Regions from separate parts of the Mus musculus genome. Here region 1 is linked to region 2. The links are chromatin contacts, called in public promoter capture Hi-C maps. All regions are on one chromosome and are shown on one strand. The core of a region is the stretch at or near the end of the contact, and the rest is flanking DNA. Distances in the headings are between cores, read along the strand shown.

Region 1 (4,424 bases), core at 1,666-4,165, 3.6 Mb after region 2:
AAAGAAAAGAAGTCCTTGGCTTCTTTTCCTGTTCTCTGGGGCGTTCTGTGAATTTTCACCTGAGACACAAAATTCCAGTTTATGTGTTTATTTCAAACGAAGGGTGACTCATACACACAGTGTGTTTAGCCTTCACTTAAAATACACAATGTTAAGGCGGTCATGAGTTGTCCAAGCCCCATACTCTCTGGTAGGGTAACCTTTAAACTCGGAGCGCAAATCTACACCCTTATTGATCTTTCAATCCAGTATCCGCCTCACCATTTGACATTCTAGTCAACCATTAAGAACAATACTGAAACTAAAATCTTAAGCGAGAGGAAGGGGGGGAGATCAAGAGAGATGGAGAATTCTCTTGAACGCCAAGGGTTAAGGTTCTTTTTTTTTTTTATGCAGGAAGTTGTATAGTAAATAACATTAGGTCTGATCTACCTCATTTCCACTTAACTGCTAATCTGCACACAACCCAAGCAAAGAGCGCCCCATCCGCAGAAATGTCTGTTTGAAATGTCTGTTTGAAACCTGGCGGCTCTAGGGTAGAGGATGCCTGCTGGCCAAAGGGGCTATGTCATAGGCGCCAAGGCTAACTCTGAGAAGGGAGACCTGAGCAGATCTCAGGTCTGAGCTAGCTAAGAAAAACCTCCCACCTTCTTTCCTTAAAATAAAAAAAAAAAAAAACAAACAATGTATTTTTGCTGGTTTAGGTGCATAAACATACATCTGGGGAGTGTTAAGAGTCTCCTGTCTCGACCACACAAGGTTGGGTTTCTTTCTTTTTCTCTTCTTTACACACCTCAGAACTCCCCTAAATTTTTCAAGGTGAATGGTTAGGGGGAGGCGGCAACTGGAAACACTCCTACTTAAAAAGAAACTTTGATGTAGCCTAAATCTTTGAGGAGCCTGAAGAAACTCCAGTAGGCCGGAGGAGAAAAGTCGGCCAGGATTGCTGGTAAGTAAACTAAAAGCAAAGACGTAGGAAAATTCTGTGTAGCCGGGAGTCTAAGCAAACCCGACTTCTCTTCAGCTTAAGGCTTTCCTCTCCCTGGACCGTGGCAACCACCAGAGTCTCTTCCTCACACCACCGGTAGGTAGGACGCCTAAAACTCAAATGCACTAGCTTTTGAGGGTGGAGAGCAAAAGGAAATAGAAAGAAATGCACGTATTTGGGCCTTTTCTGAAAATATAAATGGAGAAACAAAACGCAAGGCTCTGGCGAAAGACCCCTTCACCGGCTAACAAGAAGCTGGAAGTCCTTCGGGGGAGCCCAGTTCCAGGCCGGCCTGGCCCGCACTGCTGCCCGGCCTGAAAGGCTCGGCGCCTGCAGGCAGCGCTTGAGATTTCTCCCTGGCTGCAAAATCTACAACCTCGTGTGGACCAGGACTGCATTTCGGCGCTTGCCAGGTGAGTGTGCCTGGCCCCAAGGACACCGGCAAAGAGAGGTGCCTGCTACGTGCGCTCTTTTATTTAAAAAAGAAAAAAAGAAGAACTCTCCCAACCAGCGACACTGCTTCCTCGCCCATTTCCGGGCCCCCGATACTTTTTTTAAATGAACTAGTAACACACTTAGGAGCTTTGGCTTGCTCTGCCCAGCCAGGGTCTCTGGCGGTCTCGTGGACCCAGGAAAACAAACGCGGATCCAAAAGGTTCCAGCGCCAAGGTGGACTCACCGTGGTGGGTCGGAGGATACCTCTGCACCGTAGCCCTGACGGAGTTTCCGTAGTAGGACGGGACGTGGTTGCCTTGACCATCGATGTTAAAAAGTACGTCCACCTCTTCCGTCAGCGGATACTGAGCTTCCATGTACGAATGGCCGAGGCCCGGGTGGTGCGTGTCTGGGTGCTGACCGTTGAGGACCGCGGGGTGATGGTGGCTCACCCAGCGCGGCTGGTCCGCAGTCACCTCCATGTCCTCGGCTGTGCTCGCGCCCTCTCGCCCGGCCCGGAACCCTCGCGGGTAGAGGGAGGGCTGTCGGCCTGGGAGGTCCGCGGACTCCTGCCGTCGGAGGCCCAGGAGAGGGGTCGTTTAATGGTTTGTTTGCAGTTAAGGGTATAGAAAAGGAGAGCAAAAAGGAGGGTTTAGGGAGGAAAGAAAAATCTTTGCGGGATAGTTTAGCAAAAGAAAGGAAGGGAAAGAAGAAAAAGAAAAGAATGAGGGCGATCCCCCCCCCCAAAAAAAAAGCAGACACGGAGGAATAAAGGGGTCAAAAAAAAAAAAAAAAAAAGGAGGGAGAGAGGAATCCGAGTGTGACCACACTGCACACTGATTCCTTGGCGCTCAGAGACGGTTGCTCTTCCGATCACCTGCAAGGGAGAGAAAGAGAGACCTGAATGAGGTGTAAGAACTTTTAACACCTGAAATTCTGGAGGGCACTAGGTCTTCGCAAGCTTCCTGCAGGGCCGACTCACCCGGGACGTGCACACGCACGCGAAGACCCGGAGGGAAAGAAGCCAAGCTCCGCAGCACACCTCCGACAGCCAGGCTCGCAGGAGCCCAGGACTGACTAAGCAATTAAAACTTGGGGACAAGTCCTCCCTGGAGGACACCGGCCCCAGGATCTTTCCAACCACTACAAATCCTCCAAAAGGAGAAAGCTGAGCTTTTAGTTTACAAAAAACCAAACAAACAAACCCCCAAACACACACACACAAACAGTCCCTCCAAGAGGAGGGAGTGATATCAAACTTAAAAAAAAAAAAAAAGTCACAAGTCACAATACCAACCTGAGTAGCAAGGAGCGTAGAGGAGGAGGAGGAGGCGTGTGACCTGCCCGGTCAGATTGCGTAGCTCTCTATGTCTCGCTCTCTCAGTCTCTCTCTCTTTCTCCTCTCCCTCTCTCAGTATTTTTTTTTTACAGGGAATGCATTCTTTCTGAAACTATCAAGACGGCGCCAGGCAGCTCAGTGTTCGCAGACAGCTGTGGCGCGACGCAACTTAAGGAGGTTCTAGTGTCATCCGCGCCGAGGGGGAGGAGCCTGGCGCTGGCAGGAGGGGACACGATCCTCAGCACAAGGAAACTGCAACCCAAACCCGCTCCAGGACTTCACCTCCACCCCCATCCCATCCCCCCCACCCACCCCGGCACACCGCCGCCCCTCCTCCCGCCCCTCTACTGACCGGAAAGGGGCGCCGCCAAGGGCCGCCTAGGGCAGAGGGGCCGCGGGCAGGGTGGGCGAGGCCCGCCCGGGCTTGGGGCAGAGGGGACAGGCAGGAGGGAATTCGCTCTCTGGCCCTTTAAATGTAGCAAAGCCGATTCATTCGGGCTCAGTAGATTATTCCGTACGAGTGAAACCCGGCTGCCCCATTCATAAAGCTAATTTCCATAAGCAGACTTTTCGATACTTTTTTAAAAATGAGCAAACTTTTAAATTAGGATTCAAGCCAGAACGTTTTTCAGTTTATATCAGCTTAGGGGCTATGTGCATGTAAAACAGATTAGAAAAGTTTCATGGCGAAGTAACTGAAGATTTGCCTCCGAACCAGCTTTCCGGGAGGCTGCTGAATCGCGCGGAGGACCTGGGCTTTGATTCGGACGCCCGCGTTATTGTTATGGTCTCTGCTTGCTTTCCCAAACCTCTCCAGAACGAACAGCGTCAGCTGTTGCAGCTGTCTTTTTCGGATCTAATGATATCATCAATGTGTGCTTTTGACCTTAGTGACAACGCGATGCATAAAAAGCTGGCTTAGCGAGACCTAGGCTCACTGGTCCCCGAAGTACCGTGTACAACTAACTTGATCTTTGCTGCGATAGCCTAACTTTTCTCTTCGCCTAGCTCGGGGTGCTACTTTATTCTGCTTTCACCCGAGGAAAACGGTCCCCTCTATAATATCCAACCCTGACCTCCGGGGTGGACCCAGCCGCAACTTCCCTGGACATTTTGGGTCTCTGGGACAGGGTCTGGTGGGAGGGCCGCAAGCTGACACAGGAGAGAGGCTGGAAGACGCCCAGTAGAGAGGCTGGGCGGACGAGGGCGGGGCCATTTGTAAGGACCAATCATCGGGAGATACCACGACCGGGCCGCAGTCGCCCCGCCCCACGGGCTCCAACCTCTGCGGCCCTGTTCCGTCCTTTGAGTCACTGCATCCCCTAGTGGCGTTGAGGTTTCTGCAGCCTGGGTCCAGAAAACACTGCCCGGATGAGCAAGGTCCGAAAGAGACTTCGGGTGCACCCCAGGGCAGTGTAAGAGGTGTTCCCATTCCACCCTCCAGGGCAGAGAGCTTGGCTTTAGAGGGTTACTGGAACTGAAGGCGTCATCCCCTCTTCATTTCTTTACCCCATAATATTTCCCACTTATTCAAAACTTGGATTCCCGACAAGCCCTTTCTTAAAAGTTCCAAGTAACTTCTTCTATTCTACTGTGGAGAAAAGCCATCAATATCTACCTTGAAGCCAGTGGAGTGCGGGGAGAGGGAAGGTGCGTTCTTTT
Region 2 (4,512 bases), core at 1,554-4,053:
CTTTCTATATTTATTCAGAGGAAGCTCACTCTGGCCAGAGAGCAAAGTGGACCAAAGAACAGAACAGGATGGAAGACAAACAAGTCCCAAACCTCATGGCTTGTATGTTTCTAACATAGGGGCACTTCCCAAGTCCCCCAAAACAGCAATAAGTAAGATCACCCCAGATTGTTGTAACAAACTGTTTGTAACATATGTGGAATTCTACTGTTTGTGATCCTTCTTCTGGTCTGCCATCAATACTTTCTCTTTTAATCTGAAGGACTTTATTAAGGAAAAACTATGAGCCATGTGGATGTGGCTGATTTCATTGACATGTGGTCCATGGATATCCACTGATATGCTTGCTTTCTTTTTATCATGATGAGTTATATACAGTGATATTGGAACTGACTTTTTGAGTCAACAAAACACTCCTAGGGAATTTCAGAAATGACTGTAGTGGGTAAGATGAATCACATGAGGCTTTCCAGAGTCTCCACGGCACAACCCACTTTGCTACTCCCCAAACCTGAATGGACTGCATAGCCATCGATCCACATTGCAAGGTCTCAGTTTACAGGAGACTCTAGGAACAGCGCCTTTGATCTGCAGTTTTGAAGATGAAAGCTAAGGATGCATGGTTTACTTTTGAAAATTTCCCCATGTTCTATATTTTCATGTTCTCACCGCAAATTATACTCTTAACCCTAGTTATTATGGAGTCTTGTGGGAAACTTAAACATGTACTTTTACCTTTGGCAATATTCTGTAAGTATTGTCATGAGTATAACATAACTTTTAAAAACGAAATGCAAACATCACTCTTCCTGTTATGTGATCGGAAAGTTCTAAATGGCTGGCATTTGCAGAATATTCTCATTGGAGATACAAACTGTTTATTCCCCCTTTCATTTTCTCTGGGATTTTGACAGTGAACTTTCCCCCCAGTTGAAGGGGGAATCACATGTATGATATCTATCGTATGTTAGAGGGAATAGGATCACAAGGCGGACATAACTTAAATATGCATTTTTTTTTTTAGGACAGCGGTTGCTAAACGACTACCCCAAGACTCAAGTGTTCCTATTTGTGTAGGTTTTCAGTGAAATTCAGCTACCCTCATTCTTGAATATATTTCTGAATAATAGTACAGACTGCTAAGTCTGAAGTTGGGCCGACAGTGCTGACAGTTAAGTCTAGAATATAGTATTACACTAATATAAACTTCACACACACATCTGAAACTTCTCCTTCAGTTTGTGAAGCAAGCTGTGTCCAGCATTGCCCCTCCAACTCATTGATATTTTTGTATTTGTGGTAAAATTTCTGGATGAATTCTCTTGAGCCTCTGTGGGGTTCCCAAGGTATCCGGAGAGACGGTAACTCAAACGTTATACTTTAATTCAGTAAGTGTCTTTTGGAGGACTTCTGCAATCTTCAAAGCACAATGTAAGTACATGCGTATGTGCATGTGTTGTCATCAAAGACTTGGAAGCTGTAGGCATTGTCACAAATGGAGAGCTCTTTGGTGACTTGCTAATTTTGGAATTCTATTCCTTATATTTGAGTGTTGAAAAAATTCCCATGACCATCCAACTTTTGACCTGATTTTCACCAAACCAACTGTGCCATTTGTACATACCAGAATAAACAAATCAATAAACAAAACAAAACCCAAAGTAGTGTTTCCAAACCTGGTTTAAATGGAGACCTGAATGAAGGGATGCGCGCGCGCCTGTCTGTCTGTCTGTCCAAAAGGCCCTGGGTTTCACTGGTTAATCAGCATTTGAGAGTCAGAAGTGGCCTCAGAGGCCATCTAAGACCCAAGGAGTCACAGGTGTTAAAGTCTGCAAGCCCAGGAAGGGCCAGGACTCTGCCTCTCCTCAATTCCTCAAGGAACACAGTTTGCAGTGAGTGTCAGGTTTCACCAGCCTGGGAAAGAGTAAACGCAGTGCACAGTTGCCAGCTATAGTAATTCTAGTTCCTGGAAACAAGGACAGAAGCCTTTTAGCTACTCGCACACCCAAACCTTTGCTGCTTCTAGTGAATAAATCATTTAACCGTCAGCAAATTACAGTGTTGGGAAGTTTACATCATCCCCTTTTTACATCAGTTCTTAATGGAAGACCGTGGGGATTAAAACTCTTGACACAGAAAAAGCTGACCTAAAGAAAGATGGGCCAGGGAATGAACACTGTTTAGGCAGCAAAAGGCTTGCACACAGTAGCCTACTTAAAGTTGTGCTGATCTGAACTCTTGGCATAAATGCCTGGAAATTGACTGTGTGACCTTGTGTCAGTAACAGAGCCACTCTGTTGACAGATTCACTGTGCACACACTACCAAGCATTTGTTTGCGCGGGGAACAACTCCACGAAGCAGGTACAGTTTCCCTCTCACTTCACGGGTGAGGATACCGAGTCCAAGAAAAACCCAAGTGCAGTAGGCAACGTCTGAAGGCTGGCGAGCGGACGGGCCTCATCCGCGAAAGGCGCCGTGCTCTGCCGGCTGCCCTCAGGTGTCAGACACAGCACTGGTCCCAGCCCGTGAGTAGCTCTGGAGCGATCGCTGGGCGCCGCCGGGTCGGCGGACCCCCTCTTCATGCAGAGGGGCTCGGGCCGTCGGCCTCCGCCCGCAGCCCATCGAGCGCGCGCCCGGCGGGAGCGCGGGAACAGCGCACGTGCCGCCGGGAAGGCAGGGGCTGTCCGCCCGCGCCAAGATGGCGGCGGCCGCGGCCGCAACGGCGACTGTTGGCGGCCGGTGAGGCGGGCGGGGCCGGCGGCGCGGAGGCGGGGTCCCGGGAGAGCCGCCCTGGGGAAGGCGGGGGCCGTTTCCATAGCGGCGGCGGCTGGAGGTGTCGCGCCGGGGAACTTCCTGGTTCCCGGGCTCGGCTTTGCCGGGAGCCTCCTGGAAGGGAAACAATGGGGCGGAGGGCACTGCGGTAGCCGCCGCCGCCGCCGCGCCGGACCTCTCGGCCTCCCGCGACTGGCCGCCGCCGCCGCCGCCGGGACCGCTTGGAGGTAACTTCCTTTTCTCTTCAGCCGCTGCTACAGGGGCTGGCGGGGTCTAAAGGCGAGGGGGCCAGGTCGGAACTGGCTCCGGGCAGCCGGTCGCCGCCATTCCCGGCCCCGGGCAGAGGGCACGCTGCGGCGGCGCGGCCTGGCCCGAGCCGGCTCCCGTGGACCCCGCGCGCCGTGTTGCTCGCGCGTGGGGGTGGTGGTCTGCGGTGTGATTGACAGGCGGGCGGGCGCGCGCGCGGGAGCGGCCGGGCGGGGGGCCGAGAGGGCTCGGCGCTGCGTGCAGACCCCCGGGGAGGCGGAACGCTCCGGCCGCCTTCCTCCCCCACCCCGCGTGCAAGTTTCGGTCCCCGGGGAGACGTGTCTCCCTTGCAAGTTTCAGTTGCGTCCTGCGGGAGCGCGAGTGGGCAGGACCCAGGCAAACTTCGTTCGCTGAGACGATTGCCTGGGATGCCGCAAGAACTTTGGAGCAGCCCCGGGGAGGATGGGCGGGCGGGAGGGAGCTGGAAATCCGTGCGCCCCGGCAAAGTTTTGCTGGCTAGTTTGGGGCTCCGGGAGCGCGGCGTTTCTATAGGGGATGAGCACGGTGGCTCGCAGGTGTTTTAATGCAGAGAATGAGAGAAGTCTTACTCCATGGTGGGACGTTCATATATGTTGAGCATCGAGATCTCTGGGCTCTTCTTTAGGCACACTCCGTATAATCGACAGATACTTTTTTTTTTTTTAAAGATTTATTTATTTTATCTATATGCGTACACTGTAGCTGTACGGATGGTTGTGAGCCACCAATGTGGTTGTTGGAATTTGAACTCAGGACCTCCGGAAGAGCAGTCAGTGCTCTTAACCGCCCAGCCATTTCTCCAGCTATCCACAGATATTTTGAATTTTATTTTTAAAATTAGCGTACAAGGTGTTAGCTAACATCACGGCATTTTCGAATAAAGCTGCGTTAGTAGATTCTTCTGTTCACTCATTCCTCCTACCCCAGATGCTTTTTAAGGAGACTAATATGCGTTGTGCCTTATGGAAAGGCTCGGTGAATTGGGGCAGTACTGCGACACGAATGGAAAAAGTTGTAGGGACAGTGTTCAAAGTATTCTTGCTGGAACAGTTTAGTCGTGGATCCTTCCTTCCTTCTTTCCTTCCTTCCTTCCTTCCTTCCTTCCTTCCTTCCTTCCTTCCCTTCTTCCATTCCTATGTAATTAGATCTATGAGACAAGTTGTTTCATAGCTCAGAAAAGTTTCGCGGTACGGTTGATTGAGATGACTCGTGACCAATTCCCTCCCATACTGAATCTCTGGAAGTTTTCTCGGTGGTGGTGGGAACTAGGGCAGAGTTTTAAATTATTTCCCCTTTCTTTAACTCACCTTAATAATCAGTAAACTGGCATTTAAACAATGACTCACTGCTTTTCTCACCAAGACCCCACAATTAACAAAATATTTCCTAGTTTGTCATAATTTTATAGGTGAAATTGTAAGCATGCTGTCTCGTTCACTCCTTAGTTTGTACT

The links. Promoter capture Hi-C pulls out the DNA fragments that hold promoters and counts their contacts.
Region 1: a promoter capture Hi-C map of pre-B cells shows a contact between it and region 2. The contact joins the promoter of Gata3 here to the promoter of Usp6nl in region 2. A contact is called at or near these places in 2 of 39 promoter capture datasets (cranial neural crest and pre-B cells).

The regions. Positions count from the first base shown.
Region 1 is chr2:9,875,685-9,880,108 of GRCm38.p6, forward strand. Gata3 (GATA binding protein 3) reads right to left here and starts at 2,916. Exons shown (of 6, transcript NM_008091.3): 1 at 2,721-2,916; 2 at 1,668-2,300. The coding sequence starts at 1,905.
Region 2 is chr2:6,319,954-6,324,465 of GRCm38.p6, forward strand. Usp6nl (USP6 N-terminal like) reads left to right here and starts at 2,804. Exons shown (of 15, transcript NM_001080548.1): 1 at 2,804-3,001. It overlaps A230108P19Rik (RIKEN cDNA A230108P19 gene), which reads left to right. Exons shown (of 7, transcript NR_040333.1): 7 at 19-1,658.